Linked DNA regions of Rattus norvegicus: region 1 is linked to region 2. The links are chromatin contacts, called in public Hi-C maps. All regions are on one chromosome and are shown on one strand. Each heading gives the region's core, a stretch centred on a gene start, on an enhancer-like site or on the middle of the called end of the contact. The rest is flanking DNA. Distances are from core to core; before and after follow the strand shown.

Evidence for each region. Hi-C and Micro-C count contacts between places; a contact is called where the count stands out from the background.
Region 1: a Hi-C map of Schwann cells shows a contact between it and region 2, with 5 times the contacts expected there. The contact joins the promoter of Ablim2 here to the enhancer-like site in region 2. A contact is called at or near these places in 8 of 12 Hi-C or Micro-C datasets (the A7r5 cell line, the Rat2 cell line, Schwann cells and 5 more) and 1 of 1 datasets of contacts at active chromatin or transcription factors (oligodendrocytes).

Annotation. Positions count from the first base shown.
Region 1 is chr14:79,210,647-79,217,574 of GRCr8, forward strand. Ablim2 (actin binding LIM protein family, member 2) reads right to left here and starts at 4,326. Exons shown (of 20, transcript NM_001177695.1): 1 at 4,159-4,326. The coding sequence starts at 4,168.
Region 2 is chr14:79,113,422-79,120,306 of GRCr8, forward strand. It overlaps Ablim2 (actin binding LIM protein family, member 2), which reads right to left. Exons shown (of 20, transcript NM_001177695.1): 14 at 4,206-4,258; 15 at 3,440-3,578. Among named protein-coding and RNA genes, the nearest start is that of Afap1, 36 kb to the left of the region's middle. Within about 2 kb of position 2,535, at least 6 of the 93 cell types and tissues checked have an H3K27ac peak or open chromatin away from gene starts, as enhancers often do. A contact at or near this core is called in Schwann cells, where this site is marked.

The DNA of each region.
Region 1 (6,928 bases), core at 3,076-5,575, 99 kb after region 2:
TCATGTTGGGGTTACAGGGTATACGGAGCCAGAGAATGCCAGTCCATGTTCCTCAGAGTCCTGGCGAGATGGGACTCCTGACACATTTCAGGATTAGGGGGCTTCCTCTCTGTTACACCTGACCCACCGTGGGGTTGTTAGGGGAGATGGGACGCTGTACCTTCCTGTGCATGCTTGGCTCTATCCAGCGGTGGATGACGCGTAAGCGCATAAGCAGTCGGAAGGGACCTGAGGATGCTGTGGATGTTCCCACAGCAACACAAGACAACGAGGCCTGGAGAAGGACAGGCACCCATCCAGAGTCAAGGACAGTGCTTTATGCGGCCAGAAGCAGCCTGGCACTCTAACGATGGCCCTTTGTGCTCTGTGTGAAGGGTAGTGATTCCTGCAGTGTGGAACATCCTCTTTCCCTGCATCACCACTCCCAGAACCAAAACATCTCTGCCTCCTGCTTTCCACTCTGTATCTCATTACAGAGAAGAGCAGGCAGTAAGTGGCTGTCAGATGCTGCCTCAGCCACGCCGGCCATTTTCTGGCTGAGGCTTTCTTCCCTGTGTGGTAGAGTTGGGATCACAAAGGGATGTGCTGTTTCACACTCCCCTGCTACTATTTATTTATTTATTTATTTATTTATTATTTTATTTTATTTCTGATGTGTACAAGTGTTTTGTCTGCATGGGTACCTGTGCACCACCTGTGTGCCTGGTGTCTGAGGAGGCCAGAAGGGGGCACCAGATTCCCCTGGAACTAGAGTTACAGATGGTTATAAGCCACCAAGTGGCTGCTGGGAATCAAACCCTCAACCTCCGGAAAAGCACCAGTAAGTACTCTCAGTCATCTCTCCAGCTCCCCTCTGCTGTTTCTTAATGAGATCGGTTTTCCTAAGCATTTTCTGCTAACACTGAGGGGCCATCGTATGGATTGTTAATGCCTTCCAAAGCCCACCTAGGATGCATGTTTCAAGAAACTGATCATTTCCTCAAGTTCTCGTTTGCTGCAGTCTCAGAGCCTAGAGCACCGCAGACACACAGTAGGCACTTTGTAAATATTTCCAAGATGGAAGTATGAGGGTCAGCATTCTTTGTTTCCCACCTTGGCTGGTGACCCGCTCTGCTGTGTCAGTGGTACCCCAGCAGACGGCTTGTGCCACATGCTGCCCACTCCTGGGCTAGGAGGAGCGAGTGCCACATTCCAAGTGTATTAGAGTGCCAGGCTGCCCCTGGATGTACAAAGCACTGTCCTTGACCCTGGATGGGTGCCTGTCCTTCTCCAGGCCCCGATGTCCTGTGTGGGGGTGGGTACATCCGAAGCATCCTCGGGTCCCTTCCAGCTGCTTACACAGCAGCCACAGGAGTGATTGGTGGCTGAGCCAGGCGGCCAGTCCTTCACCTGTTATGAGCTGAATTCTCACCGTGCACTCCTGACCCCAGCACCTTAGACTGTCTGTATGTGGAGACAGGGCTTTGGCAGAGGTCATCAGGATGAAATGAGGTCACTTATGTACCCTCATCTAAGCAGCATGGTGTCCTTGGAAGAAGAGGATTTCAGGACACAGACACGCAGAGGGACAACTCTGTGAGGACACAGGAAGGGGATGCTGTCTACAAGCTAAGGAGAAAGAAACCAATCTGCAGATGCCTTGATCTTGGTTGTTTTGGCTCCCGGATTATCCAAAAAAATAGATTTCTCTCATAAAGCTCCCTGGTCTGTGGCACTTAGTTACAGAATAACACACACACACACACACACACACACACACACACACACACACACATCTCTACCTCAGCTCAGCCAGGTTCATCGCAGCCTCCAGGTCCATGTAGGCTTAGCAAGTACACAGGTCCCAGTACTCAGGACCCAGTGCATGGTGGCAGAGGCAGCACAGGGTCCATCACACCCACTCCTGATTCCCAGCCCCCTTATCCCACTGTGGCCACCCGGGCTGCAGTGCAGCCTGACTCCCAGCACCACCTTACGGGCTCACTTTACACTGCACACACAACTGTAGAGGTTCCCTCCATACATCTGGGGAAACTGAGGCACAGAGAACGGCACGACTAGTCCGCTGGATTTAGGACAAGACCAGGTGTCGTGGAACACCATCTCCTTCTGCCTCGCTGTGGCACTCTGTAAGCCTTTCCCTGGTCACTTGAAACCAACAGGCAACCACAGCTAGGGTAGCATCCACAGGCCTCAGTGACACACCAGAACTAGCATTGGAGCAGCACTGTGCTGTCATACCCCAGTGGCACCCACTCTGTCCTCACCATAGTTGGGAAGGAATTCCTAGCCAAGGGCATAGTAAAGGTTTCCAGGAGCTCCCATTGCTTGCTCATCTGAACACAGGTTAACCAGGATCACTCCCTGACACTTGTCTGTGCCAGGTTCCAGGATGGTGCCAGCCATTCCTGGGGTGGCCCGGTGAAGTCTTTCCTTGTTGACAGTGAAAGCTCCTGACCTGCCTATGGATACAGCAGCCACACCCTGGGGCCCATGTGTCCATTCTCCTCCTGTAGATGAGGGTGAGCCCCTGCTGTGTATGCTGCCCAAAGCTAAGACATGATCCACAGGTGGGCCAGACAGCACTTGTGCTCTATCTCCAAATGGAGCCCAGAGCACCCAGAACGGCGATGACCATTCACACTCCTGGGGGGCTGCTGCGTGCAGGGGTTTTCTGCTCAGAGGGGAACCGAAGTTCCAAGAGAGCAGGCCAAGACTGGGAATGTGTCCCAGTGTAGACCATCGGACACCCATCAGAGTTCAAAACCCAGTCTCCTTGCCATGACCATCCCAGCCCTCCTCCCCTGGGGACAAAAACTACACATGCAAGAAGGAGTGGGCACCCACGCTTGCTCCTGATTACAGGAGAGCCAGAGGTATCAATTATGGTCTGAAAGCATGAAATTAACCCGCACACACCCAGCCATTATCCCCACCGCCATCAGATAAATGTCTGGAGGTACTGCCAAGTCTGAGGATGCCTTTGCCTTACACCCACAGGTAACAAGTTGGCCATCTCGGGAGGGCTCCCATACCACTTGCTCTCAGTTACTCTCAACATCCACTGCAGAAGTCCCTCCTTCCTTGGCTAGGAGGGAGAGGGGACAGTCCCCTAAGATGAGGTACTCCAGGCTGGAGCCTACAGTAACCTGCCCCCAAGCTCATTCCCTCCCTGTCCACTTTCTCCTAGAGGAAGCTGCTGTATCCATTGGTTTATGCAATGTAACCAAGGGCCACAATGCTATCAGTAGCAACTTGGGCTTGGGGGGAAGCATGCTGGAGTCAGGGAACCCTGGGTTCAAATCCCTATCACTTGTCAGAGTTCAAGTCATTGAAGTCTGGTCATCCCACGGCTCCTGAAAATGGAGGCCAGACCCTTTCTCCTGAGGAGTGAAAGGATCAGCCCTCCCAGCAAGCCGCACTCTTGAGGCTGTCAGATGGGTGCATTCTGAGGTGATTCTGAGGCCTTCCAGCTCTAGATCTCAGTTTCCCTCTGAGCACAAGCGCTGCTGGGTTGCAGGGATGTGGGATTTTCCAGCATCACACAGAGGCGGTCAGATCTCTGTAGGTGGGTGCGGCGGGAGAGGTAGGGCTGAGACGCTCAGGACTGAAGGGCTAGAAGGACACAGCGCACAGACAGCTCCGGGACTGACACACATACAGGCTCTGGCACTCAGATCTGCAGCAGCGAACCTAGGGAGCTCAGGGTCTGCCAGACGCCACCACCCAGGCTCTGCGGGAACCGCGCAAGGGCGGAGTCCCCTGCTGCAAAGCTCCGCCTGTCATCACACCTCTCTTCACGGTTAGGACTGCAGCGGCGACCCAGGGCTCCTTACTGGGACCCGGATCCCTTTACTGAAGCAACCTGGGACCCCACGAGAGGCAAGGAGTGAAGCCTGCCAGACAACCCTGGCAGCCACCCTAGCTGGCACGGTGGGAAGGGATTCCGGCTTACGCAGCTCCGCGCCCCCGGCTCAGAGATAGAGGCTGCCGGCCGGCCTTTCGGGGCTGCACACCCTGGAGAAAAAAAGTTGGGTGGAGCCGCTGGGCTCAGGAATTAGCTAGAGAAATTGGCTACGCACTGCAGGTATACCTAGTCCTCGAGACCCTACCGGGGTTGCAGCTATGAGCCTACGGATCACCGGTCGCAGCTCTCACCTGCACTCATGTCAGCGGCAGCTCCCAGTAGGGTGGTCCCCGTGCTGCGACAGCCCGAGGACTGGGCCGGCAGGTGCGGCGCTGGCACGATCCTCAGCACGCTTGAGGCCAGCGGCTCGGCGCACACAGTACCCGCTGCCCGCAGAGCCACCGCAGATCGGGGCTCCCGCCCCGCCCCTTTGCCCCGCCCCTCATCTAGGTCCCGCCCCTTGTCGAGCTGCGGGAGGGTCGCATCCTGGGAAGTGTAGGCGCTGTGCCCCCGCCGCCCGCCTGCGCGCCACCGCAGTTGGACGTGTGGACTACAAGTCCCGGCAGGCTGTGTGTTCCGCTCAGGCGCAGACTGGTGGTAGCGCAGGTACCCTCCCGCACCTGCTCCTAGAGCTCTGCAGAGCTGTCAACACGGTCTAAAGGAGGTGTGTAGGACTGTAGCTCATCTCAGCACTGGAATCTCAAAGAAGGACGCCCAAGAGAAAGCGATCTTGGAGCAACTCTACTGGAGTGATGGAGCCGACCTTCCCTTCCTTCCCAGTGAATATAAAAGGGGAAACTGAAGCAGGAGAGCGAGGCAGGAACAGGATTTAATGAAACACACACACACACCCGGGGCGAAGTCTGAACGGGTTGGGATCCAGATGCAGGTGTCTGAACTCCAAACTAGGCTGTTGGCAACCTCACCTTATGCCCCAGGCGTCGCTCTTACGGCTCGGCTGACGCTAGGTAGTGAACACTGAGGAGGCACTGGCACATCCTACCCTCTCGCCATCCTGCCCACACGGTAATCGATTTCCCTTGTGACGTCAGGCGTCCAGTGCAGGGCGTGGAAACAGACTGAAAGGAAAGTCGGCATAAGGAGGCGCAGGTGGATCCTGTCTCGTGTCGGTGGTGACAACAGGTGGGCACAAGAGACTGGAAGGAGCCAGCCTAAAGAGATGAGAGAGCATGGATTCACGGGGCCCAGAATGAGAACATAGGATCTGGGCTCTCGCACTGCATGAAGAGGCAAAGGCCAGGGACGTTTTGGCCCGGGTCAGGGCTGTTCCAAGTACTACTGAGGCAGAAGCAGAAATTCTTCCCCAGTGATCAGTATTGTCCATCTATTTCAAAGGGGACCAGGAGGCCAGAGGCTCTAGTAAAAAGCAGAAGCCCCGAGGGAGCAGCACATTCCTTTTTCCATTCTGTAAACCAAGAGGCTGCTGGCAGCTGTGCTTACAGCCACAGACGCCCACAACAAAACGGGGCTGCCTCCGGGATCTCTTGCCCCGAAAACGTGCTGATGGAAACAGGCCTCTACTTGCTCCAGAAATGTGTTTTGCCTCCACCTGCCTCCATCCGTTAGACCTAAGGGCAGTCCCTATCTTTTAGGATAGTTCTTAAGACCTTGTGAGCTTATGCTTGTGAATCCCAGAATCCACTGAGACCCTTGAGTGTTCTGACACTATTCTTCTCACAGGCCTGAGACAGCCAGTGGAGAAATAGTTACTGAAGAAACCTGGGGAAGACAGGACGGATACTGTTCTCCAGGTTTAGTCCTTTGAGAAGCTACTCGTTTTTCCTGTCTCTTGCCTGGGGCCAAAGTACCAGCATATCTCTCTCTCTCTCTCTCTCTCTCTCTCTCTCTCTCTCTCTCTCTCTCTCTCACACACACACACACACACACACTGGTTACACGGACTGGTAAAGACAGTGGGGGTGTTGGCTGTGATGTCTTCCCCTCTGGTGGAGGCCACTGTCACACTTGGCAGAAGCCCTACGAGTCAGGCAGCCTGTGCTTATAGACTGGTCTCAGAGCTCAGCATGCCATGGCCTGTAACTTCTAGAGGAATTGGCATATCCCTCTGAGAAGACACTTTCCAACACACGGGGGCTGAATGATCCAGCACAATTCTTTTACAAGGGCAGGATCGAAGACCCATACATAGGTCCTGGTCCCAGTGACCCAGGTGGTTGATAACCAAGGTAGGACTGATCCAGTTGCGGCTTTTCAATGCACAGAACCCGGCAGGGCTGGGTTTGACTTGTGGTAAATCAGTCTATTTGAATATATTAAGCCAGACCTTTGTTCTGAGTCTGCAGGGCTGTGACCTATGGGTGACCTCAGACACTGGCTTTCTCTCAATGCCTCCGCTTCCGCACCTTCCCCATCACAATGAATACCCGTGGGTTAAATTAGTAAGTAGTACAAGGAACACTGCTCAAAGCTGCTAGCCTAGAGCCAATGCTGAATAAACAATAGTCACGAGGACGGCGACTATTGACAGGTAGATGTAGCCATCACCCGCTTCCAAACATGGCCCACTCGGATCCATTCATGACTGCGGTCAACAATGACTTAGGAAAACCAAGTCCAACCATTAAGTGTTGCAGAGTTCCACTGCAGCTGTTTGAGCAGCCTGCCTGTAGAGGGAGCCAGAGGCTTCAAAGAGCACACGGGAGGCTCTGCACCCATAACTGCCAGAACACAGCACTCTAACTGACCGCTGAGACTCGGACAGAAGCAGATAAAATGTGGGAGACACCGTCTTGAATATCTAGCCTCCAGAATCATGAGCCGCAGAACCTCTACTTTTTAATAACCTACCTGGCTCAGGCATGTTGTCACAGCAACAGAATATGGCTTAAGATAGGGCATTCAGCTTGACTAGTCTCTTTCTGAAGAATCCTAGAGGGGGGTGGAGCTTTCCTAGGCACCAGGGCAACAGGGAAGGGATGGGTGTGGTCCAACACCCTGAGACTGCTGGCAACTTCAGAATGCATCATTGAGCCGTGCCCT
Region 2 (6,885 bases), core at 1,285-3,784:
CACTGGCCTCCATGAGGACTTCTTTTATTTCCATGGCAACCTTCCCAGTATGCTCTAGATACCAATCTTCACCTGACTGGTCCCCCCTCACTGCAGCTCTACAGTCAGACCCAGATTTGGTCCCGTGCTAGAACAGGGCTGGGACACAGAGGGGTTCAAGGTCTGTGTGCTAGGTGACTGGACTGCTCCTGCCTGTCTGGACCCCAATTTGGTACTGGAAATGCCAAAGAGCTTCCAGTTCTGATAGCTTCGTGTTCTGTCACCTAGGGCTCTCAGCCACAGCTCTGCCACTGGGTGCTTGCTTGGCTGCCACCCTCAGTACTTCTAGGAGACTGACAGGCCTAGAGGAGCCTGGTCTTCATAACCACAGACAAGGCAACGAGGGAGGGACAATGCTTTCTCACCATGCACTCTCCAGGGGTCAAAGAATGAAGGGCAAAGTGTGGCTCACCCGCCTTCTGTCCTCCCTCCCTCCCTCCCTCCCTCCCTCCCTCCCTCCCTTCCTTCCTTCCTTCTGTCCCTCCTTCCTTCTTTCCTTCCTTCCCTCCTTCCTTCCTTCCTTCCTTCCTTCCTTCCTTCCTTCCTTCCTTCCTTCCATTGGAGAAGAACAGAGCCACAGAAACCTGTCCTGCAGCTGCTTGCTGCCGAATGGCTCAAGGGAAGGCAATGAGCTAATCAGCAGACACTGGCACATCCACCATTCCACAAGGGTATCATGCTGGAGGACACGGAGGTGACACCAATGTCAACGGCACAGGGCAGTCTGGAGTGAAGTGGCCCCTGAGAGGCTTCTCTTGCTTTTCCTGAATTGTTAAGTCAGGGAGTCTCATTTGTCTCAAAGCCCCAAGCTACCCTGAGCCCACTCCTCCTACCTTCCTCTCAACCTGGTGACGTAAAGCAAGGGTTTACTCCTCTGAAAACTTTGGGGCCTTGCTAGGAACCACTGAGACCCCTAAGTAATGTCTTTTGTGACCCAGGTACTGAATTATACCACCAGATCTCTGACTACCATGCCTGTGTCTGTGTATGCACATCTGTACTCACATGTGTAAGTAAGGGTCCCCAAAAGAGAGAATAGGACAAGAAAGATCAGGAATGTGGGGTCCAGAGGACATGTGTCCACAGAGTGCAAGCTAGGGGAGGGGATTCAGGGCATCAAGTCTCACTCTAAGGCCTCTTACAACAAAATCCAACCCTGTCCCTTTTCCTGCAGACTTGGGCAGCTATCAATGGCTCCCACAGAGCTGGAAGATGCATATATAATAAAACATGCACCCATTGCTAGGATAGCAGTAGCTGGCAGAGAACAGATGCCCCGAGGGACTGGGCAGCACACTGGGATGGAGATAAAGGTACAGGTGCAATGCTAGACCCTGGGGGTTCCCTGCTCCGGCGACATGAAGTCAGGACACCAAGAGAAAAGCAAAGGCAGGGGGATGCAGTCATGACTACACATGGTACATGGCAGGTGGAGTAGTTCAAACCCTCAGTAAAGGTCCTACTGTGCAGAACCCTCCTCAGCTGTGGTACAGTACAGGTGGCTGGGTTCCTACAGGCCAGGTACACACACATAACAGCTGCTTCCTGTGTGCACCGCTCACGTTGGCTTGCTGTGTGGCTGACAGACAAGCCCTTGTCACTGTGGGGATGACCAGTGAAGACACCTGATACAACCTGCCTCACAGGGACCAGCACATTCAAAAGCACCTGGGATGAACAGCATCATCCTGGCACAGGCAGATGAGAAAGTGCCACGGGAGGTATAGTGTACACACTCAGGCCACACAGCATGGCAACAGCAGAAGCAGGACTCCGAGAGGTGACCTCTACAGCTTGGCTTCTTCCCACACCGTGTCCTGCTTCCCTCAGTCCCGAGTCTCAGGCAGTCCATAAGTTCCAGTGGCGATTGCTGGGGGCACAGGCTGAATGCCATGGGGGAGATCTGGGTTGAGGTCATGGGAATGGAACCAGGCACTCCCCTAATAGATCAAGAACCAAACCCTGAAAAATACCATCCTGAAACACCGACATTCTATTTCAGTCCCCAGCTAATGCCCAGATGCCAGAACACTACACAAGGCAGTGAGGGCTATGGGTAACTATGTTCTGCTCTGTGGAGAAGCCTTCATTGCCCAAACTCAAGTCCCACAAAGCACTTGTGCACTCCCAGCATGAGGCAACCACCCAGGGCAAACAAAGATCCTTGGGCAGAGCACTGAGGGATGATATTGTAGCTAGCCCAGCAGACACAGGCACGCACAGGGGAATCTCCACTTCCTCTCACCATGCCTTCAGCTAGCTTCCCCCAAAGAACCTACAGCAGACCCAGACCTGTGGGGCCGCTTGGTGTGCCTTCTCACATTGATATCGGCTTTGTGTGCATGTTCTGAGATCCTGAGGGACATCCACTGCTTACAAAGACTTCCCACAGAACAACATTCCAATTTCCAGTTGGTCACAATGTCTGGCTGTCTGTACCTCCACTCGTCCCTCCCTTCCTGTGTGTACTGGTCAAACAGTGCCGTGCATGATCGGGAGTGAGGGTTTGAAGAATGGTCGTGCTGTCTATTGCTGGCCAGGCAGAGCACTGTTGTATGCCCAGCGCCTAGTGACCCGAGGGTCAGCATTGCTACTCTGGCTTCTATCCTAAGTCAGTGAGTAGGGAGCCCAGATTTCACTCAGAGTTGGCACCACCATGATGGCAACCAGGGTTTCCCTCTGTTTCCTCACACCATAGATCTCCATGAATCCCAGTCACAGCCACGGAAAACCTCCTGCCCAGCTTAGACGAGAGGCTGCTTCTGTGTGAGACTGAGCCTGCCTGTAGCCTGTGGTGGCACCCACAGCATCTTCAGTGAACAACACGATGGGAATTTACTCCATGCTTGGGGATCATCCCCAAGCCAGACTTCACAACACCCACAAGGCTAGGCATATGTCAGCTTTGTTACCCGTGACATTGGGCCATATCTCTTAGGAATCTCTAAGTGCTTTCTCGGGATGTTATGGGGACCAGGACTGTGCCTTGTACCAGTTTCCAGGTCTGTGCTCGCCTCCTGGCCATGACCACATCCTCCCCCAGGGAAAAGCAGCCCTGGGAGCTGTTCTCTTTGCTGTCTTGCCTCCTCCGTGAGAGCCACCAGAGGGCGCTGTGCGCACATCAGCTAGCTATGTCACTGCAGAGAGCCGGTGGGTGAGGCCAGGGCTCTCTGATCTTTGGGAGGTTTTGGTTTTGTTTTAATTTTATTTTTGAGACGGAGTCTCACTAGGTAGCTCAGGCCAGCTTCAAATTCACAGCAATCTTTCTGCCAATTTTGTCATCCACACGCTGTCTCTTGCTTTTAGCTTTTTTAGGGGGAGTAAAGCTGAGATTTGGGGGCCCACTCAGTAGGGGCCCCTCGCTGGCAGTCTCCGGGTGCGCTTCAGAAGAGCCACTCACGTGAGTAGAGGCTGTCCCCTGGCATCCTTTGGAGAGGTTCTTGATCAGCCCCACTGCTGAGGGACAGAGACTGACTGTCCAAGTCCGGAGAGTTAGTTCTGGTGTCTGCATCTCCCTTGAGGAGCAGCCACGTTGTCTTCTGCAGAGGAAAAGAAAGTTATGGGGACATTGAGGCTACAATGGTGACGTTTCACCAGAAGCTTCTAGCAGCTCCGTACTTATAACCCATAAGCCAACTCCACCGTGAGAAGCCAAACGTTTCACACCAGTCTCACCATTAAAGGAAGCTCACTCTGAAAGTTCATGAAGCAGCTGGAGAAATGCTGCCTACAGCCTGCTGCTGTGGTGATGCCTGGTGCCCACATCCTCTCGGGGCACTTTTACAACTGGCCACATCCAAGAGGTATGCCAGTAAGGTCTGTGACATTCTACTCTCTGGCCATTTAAAAACAAAACAGAAACAGAAACAAACAAAAAGCCCACCTGCCAAGCTGTTCTAGAACCTTCATATCAAATACCCCAGAATGCACTGGGGTTGTTTTCTGTCGACATTCAGGTCTCCTCACTCCCAGAACTATGACCTGGCTACATGGCAGAGTCAGGACACTGGCAAAGCATGTGCCCATACTGAGCGTTAAAGGAGGCAGGTGGGTGTGGCTCCCACTTTGGTCCTCTTGGGACCAAGGGACCAAGGGCAGAGAGAGAGGAGTGGAGATTCCCCTGGAGTGGCCATCCCATCCCGCAGGGCTGTGGTACCCCTTCTTACCTTCCTGCTATCCTGGTCGAAACTGCTGTCCTCCACGTCCAGTCGCCTGGCGGCTGGAAGGGAAAATCAGTCTGTAAAGGCAGCTCACCCTGTGTTTGTCCCAGGGGCCCTACTTTACATAATGCTCAAAAGTGGGAAAAAAATCAATGAAAAGGACAATGCAATGAATGCTTTTCACAGGCTGGAAGAATGACACACTAGAGCAGAATCCTCAGGGACTTGGGACTCAGGAGGTGCCTGTGCCCTGAGCAAAGCACCACCTCACTTTAATTCTAGTCACGCCTCCAACCTGGAGAAATGGAACCACATTCGCAGGTGTAGCCATTTGGATTTTGATGGATATAATATTGACCTTTGGAGGGGGAACCTGAAGGGACAGAAGGTCTCGGTCTCAGTGGCCTTGATGACAGACACAGGTGCACGCTTCTTGAGCATCACTGCTCTTTTCCCATCACAAGCTCTTCAAAACGGGGATTTTCCCCATTTCACAGATGGAGAGCCTATGGCTCAGGGCAATCCCTCACTTTTGAGACCAGCATGAAATGAGGTGAAGGGCTGAGAGTGACACGAATTGGGCTTTCCCCTGCCTGTCCCATTGAGCTACCTGCCCAGCCCTGAGCTATGCCACTGGAGGAGTCCTTGAGAAACATCAAAGAGTGACAGAATGCCCAGAGATGAGCTCACTCAGAACAAAAGTTCATGCCACAGCAGTGTGTTTACCAAGAAGACTCTTGGCAGCATTCTGTCATCCCACTGGGCTGACCTTGTTTACTCCTGGGCTGACCAGGAGTAAACAAAGAAACCATGCAAGGCATGCTGGTCTATTTCAGGACCCGGTCAGTGCAGGGAGACCTACCAAGATCTACCCCAAACCCATGCACACAGCAATTTCTGGAAGCCTCACCAGCTAGGGCTGAGCTCAGGGAGGAGAGCAGACGGGCTTCTTACCTGCAGCCTGCGGTGGGCTCAGCCCTGCCCATCTCTTGGAGCGCCCTGCCTCCTGCACCACCAAGGACAAAACTGACACCAGGCCAGAGAGCTTGGACATTGGGGACTGGGCTACAGGACCTTGACAAGATAGGGCCAAAATTGAAGACTGAGTACTTCCATTGTAGATATGCTGACTCTGCGTCTCCCCCAGTGGCTGCTGCATCTCCCAGGATTTCTTTTTTTTTTTTTAGTTGAAAGTAAACCCTCTGTTCTCTCCACATCCAGAGCCCAGTGAACTACCGGCCTGCTGGGGAGGTCCAATGGGGGTACTCAGAGAGGTGGGCTGTGTGACTCCTGCTGCTCAGGCAATGGCTGTCAAATGTGGCTACTGCGCCAGCACTGAGAGGGCACCGGGACAAGCATGCTGGGGCCACTCTAAGCTCTGACAGTTCTTCTCCACCATGTGTGCTAGGGGCTTTTTTGGGATCTGAAATCCCACCCTGGTAGCCCAGACCACGGATTTTCAAGATTTCATATAGCTAAGGCTAACACAATAGCATAATGCCACCCAGGGCTCCAGAATAATTCTCTGCTTGCTGAGGGAATGCTCCATGGAGACTTAACGAGGTCCTCTGCCAACACTACGAACCGCGGCAGGTGTGCAGTTTGCCAGGCCAGAGCCAAAGGCATTTTGCCTTGTTGGTAGGTTGCTTCCGTAACAACTCTGAGCCTAGGTTTCCTGATCTGTGAAATGGAAAATGCCAACCATACCCCTCTAATTCAGGCAGACCAGGCAAGACAGTGCCTCAAGAAATGAAAGGCAGCTTACAGGTCTGCCATGCTAGGAATAGGCAAGAGGTCAACCCTGAAGGTAATTTGCCAGCATCGCTTCCCTCCTTCCTTGATGTGCCACACAAGTGTGCCTCTGGCTGCTCATCCATTTCATCTACGTACTCTCTTGACATTCTACACACCCACTCATCCTACCTGCTCATCCACCTGTCCACCCAGACACTAACCCATGAATCTCCTCATGTATCTATCCACTAACCATCCACCCATCCACTAAGCCGTCTGTCTGTCTGTCTGTCTATCTATCTATCTATCTATCTATCTATCTATCTATCTCTCTCTATCATCTATCATCCATCTATCCATCCATCATCTATCTATCTATCTATCTATCTATCTATCTATCTATCTATCTATCTCTCTATCATCTATCATCCATCTATCCATCCATCATCTATCTATCTATCTATCTATCTATCTATCTATCTATCTATCTATCATCTATCCATCCATCCATCCATCCACTAAGCCATCTATCTATCTATCTATCTATCTATCTATCTATCTATCTATCTATCTATCTAATCTATCATCTATCCATCCATCCATCCACTAAGCCATCTATCTATCTATCTATCTATCTATCTATCTATCTATCATCTATCCATCCATCCATCCATCCACTAAGCCATCTATCTATCTGTCTATCTATCTATCTATCTATCTATCTATCTATCTATCTATCTATCTATCATCCATCTATCTATCCATCTATCTATCATCCATCTATCATCCATCCATCATCTATCCATCCATCTATTATCTATCTATCTATCTATCTATCTATCTACTATCCATCCATCCATCCATCTATTCATCCATCACCTATTTATCTTCTACTAATCATGTATCAACCAATCATCAGTTCTTCCATCCATCCATCCATCCATCCATCCAT